2 separate regions of the Sus scrofa genome follow, and region 1 is linked to region 2. Evidence: chromatin contacts called from public Hi-C data. All regions are on one chromosome and are shown on one strand. The core of a region is the stretch at or near the end of the contact, and the rest is flanking DNA. Distances in the headings are between cores, read along the strand shown. Region 1 holds the start of ETV6 (transcription factor ETV6). Region 2 overlaps ETV6 (transcription factor ETV6).

What was found. A called contact is a pair of places that touch in the nucleus more often than the background predicts.
Region 1: a contact with region 2 is called in a Hi-C map of liver, with 3 times the contacts expected there. The contact joins the promoter of ETV6 here to the enhancer-like site in region 2. A contact is called at or near these places in 1 of 5 promoter capture datasets (fetal skeletal muscle), 4 of 47 Hi-C or Micro-C datasets (embryonic fibroblasts, fetal heart ventricle, heart right ventricle and 1 more) and 2 of 2 datasets of contacts at active chromatin or transcription factors (alveolar macrophages and skeletal muscle).

What each region holds. Positions count from the first base shown.
Region 1 is chr5:60,772,693-60,779,842 of Sscrofa11.1, forward strand. It overlaps ETV6 (transcription factor ETV6), which reads right to left and starts at 4,100. Exons shown (of 8, transcript XM_005652587.3): 1 at 3,873-4,100. The coding sequence starts at 3,905.
Region 2 is chr5:60,599,137-60,605,361 of Sscrofa11.1, forward strand. All of the region lies in intron 2 of ETV6 (transcription factor ETV6), which reads right to left. Among named protein-coding and RNA genes, the nearest start is that of ETV6, 170 kb to the right of the region's middle. Within about 2 kb of position 2,160, at least 5 of the 83 cell types and tissues checked have an H3K27ac peak or open chromatin away from gene starts, as enhancers often do. A contact at or near this core is called in liver, where this site is marked.

The DNA.
Region 1 (7,150 bases), core at 2,850-5,349, 180 kb after region 2:
TTTGTTTAGACACAAATGCAGTATCAAAATAATAAAACATTATTATTGGCCCAAAGCTCTACTGATAGTAATTTTGGACAGACACCCAAGGGAATGCTTCAGGCCTCCGTATTAACCACTTCTCTTGGGCCTGTGGATGCTCCGAGCACCCAGGTCAGAGAGAGGAAAGGGCACTGACCACCACTCGTGCCTCACGGCACATCGGCAAACATCAAGGAGACGCCTTTCTGAGCCAGGTGCCAGGGTGGGGACAAGGACACAAAGGGAAAGACCACCTAATGCAACGAGCTCAGAATCCAAGAGGGGACACCCAGAGTGTCCCAGAGAGCAGCAAAATAAGACATTTCTTCTAAATCCACTCATCTGATAGCACATGACAGAAGATAACAGGAGAAAAAGAATGTGTGTGTGTGTGTGTGTGTGTGTGTGCATATATATGTACGTATATATGACCTGGTCACTTCGCTGTATAGAAGAAATTGACAGAACATTGTAAATCAACTATAATAAAAAAATTTTTTTTTAAATAGGAAGAGATTTCGTTCCGCTAAGAAAGCCAACCAGGACGGAGGACAGAGGAAGGAGGACTAGAAAGATCATGTGACTATTTTCTGTAGTACCATGGCTAGCCCTCGCCCACCAAGCCTCCCAAAGGACACACTCAGTCTGCTGGGCCATAACTACTTTCCACTGCGACTTGGCTGAACTTAAAACTGAACAGGTGACTTGAAGGTGAAGGCTGCTGATGGAAAAGACAGCCTCTTCCTTCCTCCCACGGCCAGCAGTCAGCCATGCAATCCTCTAAAAAAGAAATAATTTGACTTTGTACACAGTTAGGGGACCCTGACCTTACATTCAAACAACCCCAAATGGTCAGGAATCGAAGCATTTCATCTCTCCTGATGAGAGTGTCCAGGGCAGACAGACAGTGGGGCTCAGCCATAAGTTGGGTGACCCTGGGCTAGTCAACCTATCTCCTGCTGGCAACCTGTGCCCAATATTAACTTCCCCGCAGTAACGGGAACACACTTATAAAGTGCAAAAGAAATATAAAGACCAACATCAGGCATTCAGCGTCAACCACCACCACACAAGTGATACCTGCGAAGGTGTCACTGACTGACTGATTCAGAAACTTTCGCCCTGGAAATTCCACCTAACTCGTCCACTTCTCTCTTCTGGCAGCACTGACGCTGCTCAGAAGTAAACAAAGTACTTCCCTCGGTGGCTGCCTCTGGTCAGACTCCTCTGTGCTCCATCACACCAGCTGTGGAGGAATTTACTGCCTGCTGACCAGCTGCTCGTAAGCCATGAAAGCCAGGGAGGAAGGTTTCAGGACTGGGCTGAAACCCTGCTACCCCAAGAAATCTCCTTCCATGTCACACTTCTTCAGGATGTCAGACCTATCCGCTCATCCTTGAAAGCTCCTGACATTCATTCCCTGCTCCACAGGAAAGTTTCTTGTTTACTGGACTCAAGAAGCAATTCCAGTACTTGCTTGTGGGCCCCCAGCAAACATCTTTTATTACGCAGTCACTGTACCACATCCAAGGACGAAGAGAGACACTGCACACACCACCAGAACATTTTCAGACCAGCTAAAATAATCCCAGTCCTTGATCTCCAGCACTTCTTATTGGAACACTGCAAACTAAACAAACTCCGCGGAGAAATGCACTTCCCATATGTGCATTTAAACCTCAACACAGTCTAAGCAAACAGTCACGTGCTGGTTCCGTAAAGAACAATCCCAAATAAAAGCAATACTTCCATTACTGGTAAAGAACATTAAGTCTATTCTAATTGCAGAGAAATACACAGTCAAGGAAAGAGGCTCCTGAAAAGAAGTGAGAGGGTAAATAAGGGGAAAAAAAAGATATGCCAACTATGGCGGCAATGCTTATATCACATTTAAAAGAGTGCGCCATTTGGGACTGGTTCCATCCACGTGTGCAAGGGAAGGGCTGCTGGAATCTTCTTCCACGGCGGGGTGCCTGCAGCACCCACACATAAGCCCCTCAGAAAGGCAGGCACACGCAATTGCTTTAGAAGAGGTATCAAGAAAAGTCACAGGCTTGCTTTTTGTTGTTTTTCACCCTAAAATTACTGTCCTATAGCTGGTCCAGTTCTCTGGAGCTCAAGTTTACTGCCATCGAACCATATAAAATTTACTGATTTAATACCCCATCACTTAGTTACCACTGCTTGGGTTATGACTTATCAGATAAACTAGCTTGGCTGTATGGTAGGACTTTCTTGAACTTTCCCAGACTCCTAGAATAGAGTTTACACAGCAAAAGAAATTGAAGTATCAACCTACTTAAGTTTTTTACCCCAACACCCCCTCTACCACAGACTTAACTGCTGCCTCCCCCCAGATAGGTACAAACACAGAAACCCGAAAGTTCCCCTGGGTGTTTTTTGCCAGGTAAAAACAATTAAACCCAACCCACCTTTTCAAGTTCACATTAACCCTACTTCAAACCCATGAGAATCCTCCCTGATTAAAAAAAACCCACTAAAACCTGAGTATAATTGTGAAAGCCTAATAAGCAAATATGATAAAATACTGTGTTCCCGCTAAACAGATTCTGCAGAAAAGCAATGTTAAAACAGTACAGGTTTCTCGAATTCCCCACCAATGAAGAAAACCAGTTATTTGTTCCTTGTTGCTGCAGGGTCCACTCAATAAATGCATCTTAAATGGGCCAAGCCATAAACAAACAAACTTCAGCAGCTTCAGCCTCTCACAGAAGCAGCAAGGCTTTTCCATCTGGGTACATGGGACAGTGAAATGAAAGTGTACAACAAAAGCAGCAATGGCAAAAATAACTGGGGGAGATGGATAAATCATTCTGCCTCCTCACGGTGGCAAACTTTACGGCAACTTTTTAGAAGCAACAAACCGCAGCACCACTAGCCTTTACAGACACACACATACACATATATAAATGCACAAATACAACCACTTGGAAGCTAAGTACTGTGTTTGCAAACATCCTCCACCCTCCTGCACTTACAATACTGCAAACCATGGCCAGAAAGCCGGGAGATTTCTACGCTTAGATATCCTCTCTGCACTGTCAAACCGGGAAGGTCATTTTTCCTGGTCACTTAAATAATTCTCTCTCCCTGCATCGCAGGAGTTTTTTACTTTGGGATTGCTCAACTTTCAGATGCATCCGAGTAAAACAACCATTCAGCAACTTTATTCACCTTGGTTTAAAAAAAGAAACAAACAAACAAACAAAAAGAAAGAAATTCATTGTGCAATGCCCAGGAAAAGCTGACACCACGACTGTCTCTTCCACAAGCGCTTGCAATTACAATCGGGGTTGGGGGTGGGGGGAGGAATCTGTCTGATCAGACTCCGGGAGCCTTTCTTTCTTTCTTTCTTTCTTTTTTTTTTTTTTAAAGAAATGATTCCAACCCCAATGGGGCTGGAGAACTTTTTTTTCTAAGGAGACCACCCCTCGGGAACAAAAGTTACATTTTGGTCACATGTTGGGAGTAGGAGCAGGGAGCAGGTTTTTTAAAAAGAGCACTAATTACGGGGCTGTTTTACGGTCCTAGACACCACTCGGGATCCTCCTGACCGATGGTGACGGGCATTTCACCGTCAAAAAGAAAGGGGGTGGGGTGGGGGCGCAGGAGCCGGCAGGGGGCTCGGCGGGAGGGGGGAGTAGCAAGGTTACGCTAAAGGGTACGGCAGCCGCCGCGAGCTGCATCTCCTTCCCCGGCGCCCCAAATAATTTCCTGCGAACAGAGCGACTGCAGCAGCCCCCTCGGAACTGGAGAGCCCAGCAGGACTGGCCGGGCCAGTGCAGCTCAAGGTTTTCCACCCCGGAGAGGGAGGGGGAGAAGATCTTTACCTTAATGCTACACTGAGCAGGAGTCTCAGACATGTCTCACAGCGAGAGAGATCAGGAAGTTCTCAGTTTTTTTCCACTTTCCTTTCCTCTCCCCAACCCAGAAACGCTCCACGGCCAGCCGGACGCGGTCATTTAAGAAGTTTCTTGCAGCATCTCTCCCGGCGGCCGCCCCGGGGGGCCGCGAGCGCGCGGGGCGGGGCGGGGCGCCGGCGGAGTCGCCGCGCGGGGCGGCGGGGGCGTGGGAGCCGGGCGGCGCGGCGGCGGGGTCTGCAGGTCGCGGCGCGGCACGGCGACCCGGGGCGCAGCCCGGCCGGCCTCCCGCTCTCTCCTCCCACCCGGGCCGGCGCCCCCGCCCCCCGCCCTCCCGCCGCTCTCCCTCGCTAGTTCTCTCGAATGTTTTCCTTCCTGGAAGAGAGAAACTGAAAGGCAGAACTGAGAAAGCTCTTTGCTCATTGATCTTGAGAGTTTCAGTGCAGAAACTGACGTGAATTCCCAGCACTGAGCTCTGCCTCTTAAAGGAGCCACCAGGAAATAAAAGCTCGGGTTACAGGCCGGCATCGGGGAAATAAAAGCCGCGCTGGGGGAGGGGCGGCGGCAGCGGCGGGGGCGCGGGCGGAGGATCCCGGGGGAGCGGGGCCGCGTGAGGCCGCGGTGGCTAACGAGGCGGGCGGCGCAGCCCCCTCCGGCCAGCGCTGGGCTTCCCAGGCTGGGCCGGGCCGCGCCAGGCTCGTGGAAGACACGCCAAGAAAGGTTCCATCGGGGCCCCAGAAACCTCAAAACAGGTTTTATTAAGCGCCCCCCCTCCCCGAGCTCCGTCTCTCGGATACTTTGGAAGGCACAAGGGTTTTTTTGTATTTTTTCCCCGCCGAGCGGAGACGCAATGAAAATAATTATATAGGAAAGGGCATTCCGGTAAGGACGCGGAATCCGAAGGAGGAAATAAAACAATAGCCTTTGTTCTGCTTCTCGACCGCGGCCTCTTTAAGAGAATCCACCAGGAAATGGGAGATCGGGTTACAGCCCGCACCGGGGAAAAGGGGCTAGCGAGCGAGCGCCGGAGCGCGACGCTGGAGACAAAGCCGGGAGGCCGCCCGCAGACGCCGAGCCCCGTGGGCCGGGGAATCCCCGCGAAGGTGGGCGCCCCGAAAAGGGGAGGCGCGCTTGCCGGGGATGCGGCCGCCGCGGGCGCTGCCCCAGCCCCGCATGCGTTGTGGAGAAGGGAAGGCTGCCGGGCAGTTATCAAAGGCAGTTGAGTTCCTTTTCCTGACACCCCCCCCCCCTTCCTCCGGGTTTCGAAATCCGCTGTCCTTTTAAAGAAATAGCGGCCGCTACCAACCGAAATAGGTGACTCGACTACTGAGTTGACAGGACGCGTGCCTGGAGATAATACTCCTCCCCGGGACCACAGCTCTGAAACCGTCATTGGCGGATAGGATGCCCCCGGGATCCTGCCGGGGGAGGAATATTTGGTGGAAAAAAAAGAAACAACAAAAACACTTAGAGGAGGTTTCGAGCCAGTCGGGCTGAGGGTTCTAGCCTTGAGTGCACGTACTCTGATCACTCTACTGTTTCTATTGTTATTTATAGTCTCTGAAAATGTTTGCAAGCGTCCACTGCAGAAAGTTGAGAGCATTATGCCTAAATTCTAAACCCTTATCATACGTATAGGTTTGATGTATGGATGTGTATTAAATTACAGATAGGTAAGTACATCTGTATAAATATAATGCGTGTTATGTAGTATATACAGGTATACCAGGACAGATTTCCCAAGCTGCCCTATCCTACGGACCTTTCCTACCAACTTCCCTTCCTCTCTCCACATAATAAATTGTGTTCAGAATTTTTCACACGCTCATTCGAAGAACACTTTAAACCAGAATTTACTAAAGGGTTGGAATAGAAGAGTCCAGTAGCTGGGAAGTTTGGCATAATGGGATTCGTGAGTTTCCAAGGACCTGGGCAGTCCTTGCCACGTCGTAGTCCTATTCTTTCCCAGAAAGCTCGTGTCCAAACCAACACTCAGCCTTGGACCACCTGCTGTCCCCCAGCCCAACCCCCACACACATTTATCTGCCTTTGGTCCTTACACTGCTGTTGGAAGCATTGGTTCTGATGTCCCATTGCTAGGTTAAGCCCTTATAAATCTCCGTATCCCTTATCAATATGATCTCTGGCAACGTGCTCTCTCAGCTTCGGTAAAATGGGGGTGGGGGAAAGTACCTTTCTCATGAGATTCTCCTGAGTATTGAAAATGTGCCAATATATTCAAAGTGCTTAATTATCAGAGTGCTTGCTACATATACTACCTTTTCAATTAAAGTTAGCTACGATTATTTAACCTCAGGACGGAATTAACTCTCAACTTCCCTTCTATCTCATTTTTACTTTCTCCAAGTAACCCTCAAAAGTGGTTTAAATGAGAGTGTATGTGGTTCTAAAACAAAACACACGGTAGCAGCTGTGGCAAAAGTTGCATTTAGCCAGCGGTGGATAGTAAATATTTTAGGCTTTGTGCGCTACGACAAAACTGAGCACAGTATGTAGATACTGACATAACTGGAGAGAAAACAAATATTCACAATTTTTTTTAATAAAATGTAAGGTGTAACAATAACAGTTGTAATGCCAGACTAACAATGAGAGGAATGGAACTCTTACAGAAGGATATCATTTCACTTACTTAAACCCCAGGTTAAAGTACACGGTTTCTATCATCAAAATTGATTGTAAATGGTTATTTGTTACTGCTGATCTGTCACGAGATTTTACATGGTTCATTGGGAAATATCTTTTCAAACAGATAGGATGCTGCCAAATATATCAATTCATGAGCATATGGTTTTACTTGAGCACATTTATCACTTATAAGGCATTTATACAATTATATTAGAATTCTATAAATTCTCTTGATATTTCCCCTTTAGCTTGCCATTATATTGCACTTTAAACACTTCCAAGTGGAAGTTAGGTGGAAGTGCCTCAGTGGCACAGTGAAGTGTATTTTAAACATGAAATGGATTCACTTGCATCAAAATCCAAAAACCAGTGTTGGAACTGTATTTGGAGTTCAGAAAAATATAACTGCTGTGAATTTGTGTTAGAATGGAAACCCAGCTTCTTCTTGTCACTTTTGACAGCATGGGAAGTGTATAAAGCAGCTTGATATTATTCATGATCCAGTGTTAATTATGTCAAAATGATTTAACTGCAGTATAAGCTTCACATATAGCTATATATTTTACCTTATTGTTGTATGCTGAATTCATAAAAAATAA
Region 2 (6,225 bases), core at 910-3,409:
GAAAAGCCTTTGTTATGACTCCAAGGTAGACTCCTGATTAAACACATTTTGATCTTTACTGTAATTAGTTACAAGGATCTAAGACAGCAGCAAAGGCACTCTTCTGATTACTGCTATATCCCGATGCTTTGAGCAGTTTCTGGCACACTGTAGGTGCTCAATACATATTTTATTTCTTGGGCTATACCCGTGGCATATGGAGGTTCCCAGGCTAGGGGTCTAGGGGTCCAATTGGAGCTACAGCTGCCGGCCTGCACCACAGCCACAGCAATGCAGGATCCAAGCTGAGTCTGTGACCTACACCACAGCTCGTGGCAATACCAGATCCTTAACCCACTGAGCGAGGCCAGGGATCAAAACTGTGTCCTCAGGATGCTAGTCAGATTTGTTTCTGCTGAGCTATGAGGGAAACTCCTCAATACATATTTTTGATGAATGAGAAGCTATGCCCTGTGAAGAAAAGATGGTGTAACATGGTGTGGCCCTAGAGCCAGGCTTCCTTTAATCTCGGCTCCCCAAATTATGAGCTGTGTGATCTTGGGAAAGAGACTCACCTTTCTGTGCCTTGGTTTCCTCAACTGTAAAACTGGGAGAGTAATAGGACTCACACTGAGGAGTGGCGAGCACTAGGGAGGCTGAGACATGTATAATGCTCTTAGAACAGTGCCTGGCAAGCACCAGGCAACTTGATAAATGTTCGCCATTATTAGAAAAGGCCTTGTCTGTTGTACTAAGGAGTTTAGACTTTATCCCCAGGCTACGTGGAGTCATTGAAGGATTTTAAACAAGGGAGTAACATAATCAGATCTTGTTTTCCAGCAGCCACTCCAGCTGCGGAGTGGAGGATGAATTAGAACAGGGCCAGGCTGGTTCAAGGAGATGGGTCCGAAGGCTGTTGTAGAAATGGAGATGACAGATGTTGTCAGCCTGAATGAAAGCAGAAGGAATGGAGAAAGGACGGGCTCAGGATACGATGGAGGTAGGATTGGCAGAACTTGGCAATGATCTCAATGGGCAGGAAGCAGTCAAGGACAAAATCCAGGCTCCTGATTCCTGCCGCCAGAGAGTGGTACCATTCATTCCAGCCTCAGAGGGCGGATGGGGAGAAAGTATATTTCATTTTGTTTCATGGGAGGTGACTGTGGGCTAGCTAGGTGAAGAGGTCCAGTATTATGGAATTGTACACATGCATCTGGTGCTTCGGAGAAAAATCTAGATAAGATATGAAAGGTCTTTGGGAAGCATCATTATACTGGGGATTGTTGAAGCCACTGGAGTATTTCAGGAAAACATATAAGGAGCAAACTGTTTTAAAAAGGCATACTCTTGAAGCTGGGGACAAAAAGGGGAGAATGGGACCTTGCAGGGCAAGAGAGAGTGAGTCTTAGGAGGTGGTTAGACTCATCACATGCTGAAGAAAGGCAAGATGAGGAGGACCAAGGCATGTCCACTGGATTTAGCTTTTGGGGGATTCTAGTCAGAGCAGAGGTGTCACGGGCGGGGGGGGGGACCAGTTCTGGGCTCCCTGGCACCCCTCCCTCCTTTGCCTTAGACAGAAAAAGCTGGCTGATCAAGGGCTCATGCTGGTAGGGACTGGGGAGGCCAGGGAGACTTCTGGTGCCCTGTCCATTCATCTCTGCACAGTTTGCGATCTGCCCTCACCCAATAAACCTAAAAGGGTCAGGTAGCTGAGCACTGAGTTTGAGGCTGTGATCTTTTTAAAACATAAAGCTGTGTTACTGCTTTGCTTAAATATTTTCATAAGCAAAAAAAAAAAGAAAAGAAAGAAAAACAGAGTTCCCATCATGGTGCAGCGGAAACAAATCCCACTAGGAACCATAAGGTTGTGGGTTCGATCCGTGGCCTTGCTCAGTGGGTTAAGGATCTGGTGTTGCCATAAGCTGTGGTGTAGGTCACAGATGCGCTCAGATCTGGTGTGGCTGTGGCTCTGGTGTAGGCAGGCGGCTACAGCTCTGATCGGACCCCTAGCCTGGAAACCTCCATATGCCGCGGGTACAGCCCTAAAAAGACAAAAAAAAAAAATTTCAGAAGCTTCCAGGGCCTCCTCAGCGCCTGCCTAACTCACCAGGTTGCCCTCTGGCTGACCCAGCTCCAGCCACATGGACATGCTCACAATTCCCAGAGGCGCTGCCTTCTCTGGACTTTGCACAGGCCACCCCCCTCTGCCTGGGACAAGCTGCTTCTCTTCTTGGCCCAGTGAACTGTGTATGCTTAAAAAGATACTAAGTTTATCTCTCAAGGGTCATCTTTTTGGCGAGGGCTTTTCTAAATTACCACCCCAGGAAGATCATCCCCAGAGGTGGTGACTAGCAAAAAAAGGGGGGGGGGTGGCAGAAAATTGTGACCGACTGCTTTTTGCATCATTTTTGAGTTTCGCATCCTACCACATTTCTAACATACTCAGCATATTGTTCTCTGCTCCCAGTCAAGTAAATTTCTTTCTTGTGCCTTGTCCCACAAATATCCTCAAATCTAAGTCATCACACCTACCAAGCCCTGTACCTGGCTGTTCTTTTCCTCTGAGCTAAATCGTGGAAAATGGGCACATGACCTTAAGTCTGGCAACAAAAGGCTTTCAAAGTTTATGCCTCATCTGGCCTTCACAACAGCAAGGTGGGTCAGTGGTACAGACCTTGCTCTTATTTCCAGCTGAGCATCCAGAAGGGAAGGAGGCCGGCTGCCTTGCTCAGAGCTGCCCCACTAGCTTGAAGCAGGGCCAGGATTAGAGGTGAGGTCTCTGGCTTCATCTAATGCACTGAACTTAAAAGCGGAGGTGGCCCCATGGGTCAGTGTCCTCTAAGTGATCCACCTGTTTACAACCTGGCACTGGGTGACTAGTCACCTTAAAGGGTAACCTTATCCCATCAGGGGATTATGGGCATCAGGGAATCATGGATAAGGAATCAGAGGCCTTGTGCTTTGGTCTGGCTTTGTCACCAGCCTTGTTTGGATAGGATTTAGCTAAGGTGTCACTGTTTCCGCCTCTATAACACAGGAATGACTCTATCAGGTCCACCTTGCCAGGCTGCTGTGAGATCACCTGAGGCAATGGACTTGAAGGTTCTTGGACATTACAATATGGCAGCATGCAATGATAAGCAGATACCTTGTCTGTGGTAGGCTTTGACTTCTCTAACCAAGTATGTGGACTGATGGACCACCGGAGAGTGGGGTACCTCCTTTTCTGTTATTTTAGGTCCTCTGTTTCCTTCCTCCTGAGCTTTTTGGGGGCACTAGCTCTTGGCTCTCTGAGCTGAACCTGCAGAAGCAGCACTGAGGTTCCTGCCCCTGGACCAGGGCTAACCTGGAGGCAGCTGACATCCCACTGGATGGAAGGCAGAGGCAGCGGTGGGGTGCTCTGGGGTGCCTACCAGTCGTTTTTAACCCCTTTCCTAGATGCTTGTGGACTTCTAATTTTTTAAAGTCTCCTCATTGTCTATTGCACCTGTCTTACTATATAAGGTTTCCCTGAAGGAAAATGATACAAACCACATCTCACAACAAAGCCTGAGACAGAGGTACAGAGCCCAAGGGGGGCCATGGATCTGAGCCACTGCCACGTGGAGGCTAAACTACTGTCAGTCTCTGAAGGACAGTGTCAAACCCTGGCAGACTCAGAACACCTAGGAGAGCAGGGCTAAGATTTCAAAGAGTAACGGTGGGGAGTATCTTGGGTGATGTGTCCACCTGGGGTGAGCACAGTTATGGTATTTCATACCTGCCCGAAGAAGAAATTTTGTTTCCCGGTCGGATTTGAGATGTAATCATCTGTAGTTTGGACCCAAAATATTAGAATCCTTAAAAAAAAAAAAAAGAAACAAAAAAAACAAAAACAGAGTTTGGTTTACAATGCCTGGAAAAGAGAAAGTATTTTAAATAGGCACCACTCGGGGAAGTTACAGTGGACATACACTTGGACTCCCTTCAGAAAGATTTGAATACAATAAAATAGACACGACAAACTCTCCTGAATACAATTTAATCTTCCTTTGATTCCTGAGTGGGTAAAATTCAGATCTTAAGTTCAGGGTCACTATCATAAACATCAGCTGTCATTGCACTGGTGAAATATGCAATGTGCCAGTTAATAATAGCTTTACAAATTCACAGAAGATCAGATAATAGAGGTTTTACTGTAACAGGGTTCATGATGGTTAAAAGAATCAATGCATTTTCCAAAAGAGCCTAAATCATTTCTAGGAAGTAACTCATGCTCTGCGAGAATAGGGCAGGATTTACAAGGAAGTGCTTGGTACTCCCTGGAAGGAAAAGTGCTATATAATTGTAAGCTGTTCTTTATTCTGTGCCTGAGGTCCTATCCACTACCCATACAGGCTCTCCTTAAATGGAGTGGAAGATTTCTCCAGCCTTTCCTAGATCCAAGGAACAGAATGCAGCTCAGGATAGGCATATCACGAGAAGAAATCTATTCAAGGTCACGTGTGGAAGGACCCTTTGCTTAAAGGAATTTGGGCTGGAAAAGAGTTCTCGGCTCTGGCTTGAAGAAAAAGAGAGGAGGCAGTGCAGGAGAGAGGGAGGGAGGGAGAGTCACCCCACATGCTACTCGGCCACCAAGGACAGAGTTTCTGCGCGGTTTCATTAGAACATGAAACCTATTCTGTCGACTATGAGTCCACTGTGAGCTGAAAAGGAGTTAGTTCACTTCCTTAGCATCTGGGGTCCCATCATTCTGAGTCATGGCCACATTAACTCTGCTACTGAAAAAGCAAGAGCTTGGCAGCACAGCCAAGCCCACGGTCACGGTGCCCATCCCATCACGCAGGCAAGCAGGTTTCCCCCAAGTGCAGTTCAGTAAGATGGGGTGCCCTGGGGGATGGGCTGCGGAGGGGAAGGGTGAGGGGAGGGGGCTTTCTGTTCAAAGCTGGCTACTTTCTCTGTAGAATTCAATTCTCCCCAACTGGGGAGGATGGAAATCTCTGATTTCCTGTATCTCTTCTAAAACAATGAGGCTCTCCCACCCCCATCCTGGGAGGGCAGCTTAGCTGTGGCTCAGGGCTCTGGCTGAAGGGAACTGGCCTGGCTGAGCAGCCACTCAGCAAAGGGAGGACATTCATACAGGGCTTCCTGGGGCCTCATGGATGTCAGGGCGCCCTGCCGCTCAATCATGTAGCAGGAAATCACTAAGCTATGAGGATAAAGACCAGTCGGGGTCCCTGTGCAGCTTTAGGGCAGGTTTCTATTTCCCCTTGTGGTGGAGAAGCGGCTTCCAAACTGCATTCAAACAATACAGTCTCCAGCAAGGAAGAAATGAAACCCTTTAAATCTTCAGCCCTTGGAGCAGTACGCTCCCCTGCTGCTCTCAGCCTTTTGTTACAGTCTCAGGAATGTGTACTTAATAGAGAAAGCGTGGTTTTGTGGCTGCTCTGAAAGAATACCAAGGTGGGTAGGACAGACCTGCCTCTCACAAGAAACCCTCCCACTGGCTGACGGTGGCCCATGCTGGGGCCATGAGGAAAGCCACCAGGGACAGTGCACCCCCAGTCCTCTCCCCAAAGTGCTGGACTGAGAGGCAGGAAATAATCCCAAACAAGCCTTAAATGCATTTGAGGGAAGGTGTGTTGGTGAGAGGAGTGGCTCTAAGGAGGTCTGCCATACCGCTGGCAGTGACTAATGCGGGGGGGGGGGGTACCCGAGAATGTAACCTCCCTCAAGGGGCCTGTGCACAAAAAAGGCAGTCTGCTTCCTGTGATTTAGCCTAACAGCACCCAGCCCAAATATTGCAAGGACTAGTGGTGGAAGGGACCTGAGAGCTTATGCTCCCCAGCCTTCTGGTAAGAAGGCAAGATTCCCATGAGGAGTGTGAAGACATTTCCCAAAAGGGGGAAATGGCTAATAAAAATGGATAAGGGAAGGATAAAAAGTATTCTGAGCAAGCAGAGAAAGGTTCCTGATGAACAAATACCTCATTCCACATAAAACATTTTAGAGTGTTACATAAACTTTCGGTAAAGCCAAGGCTTAGAATTCGTCAGCATTAGGACACTGCTACTGCCACGTGCGTGCATCTGATTTCAAAGGGATGCTTTCAGACAGGGGGAGCCTTATGCACAATTCTGAAGCAGGCAAATTCCACCTTGGCTCCCCAGTTCTTTGCCCTTTTCCCTTCAATGACAGGATATGGTGGAATGAGAAGCAGTGCAGGCTTTGGGTCAGGCAGCTCTGGTTTTAAGTCCCAGCCCTGGC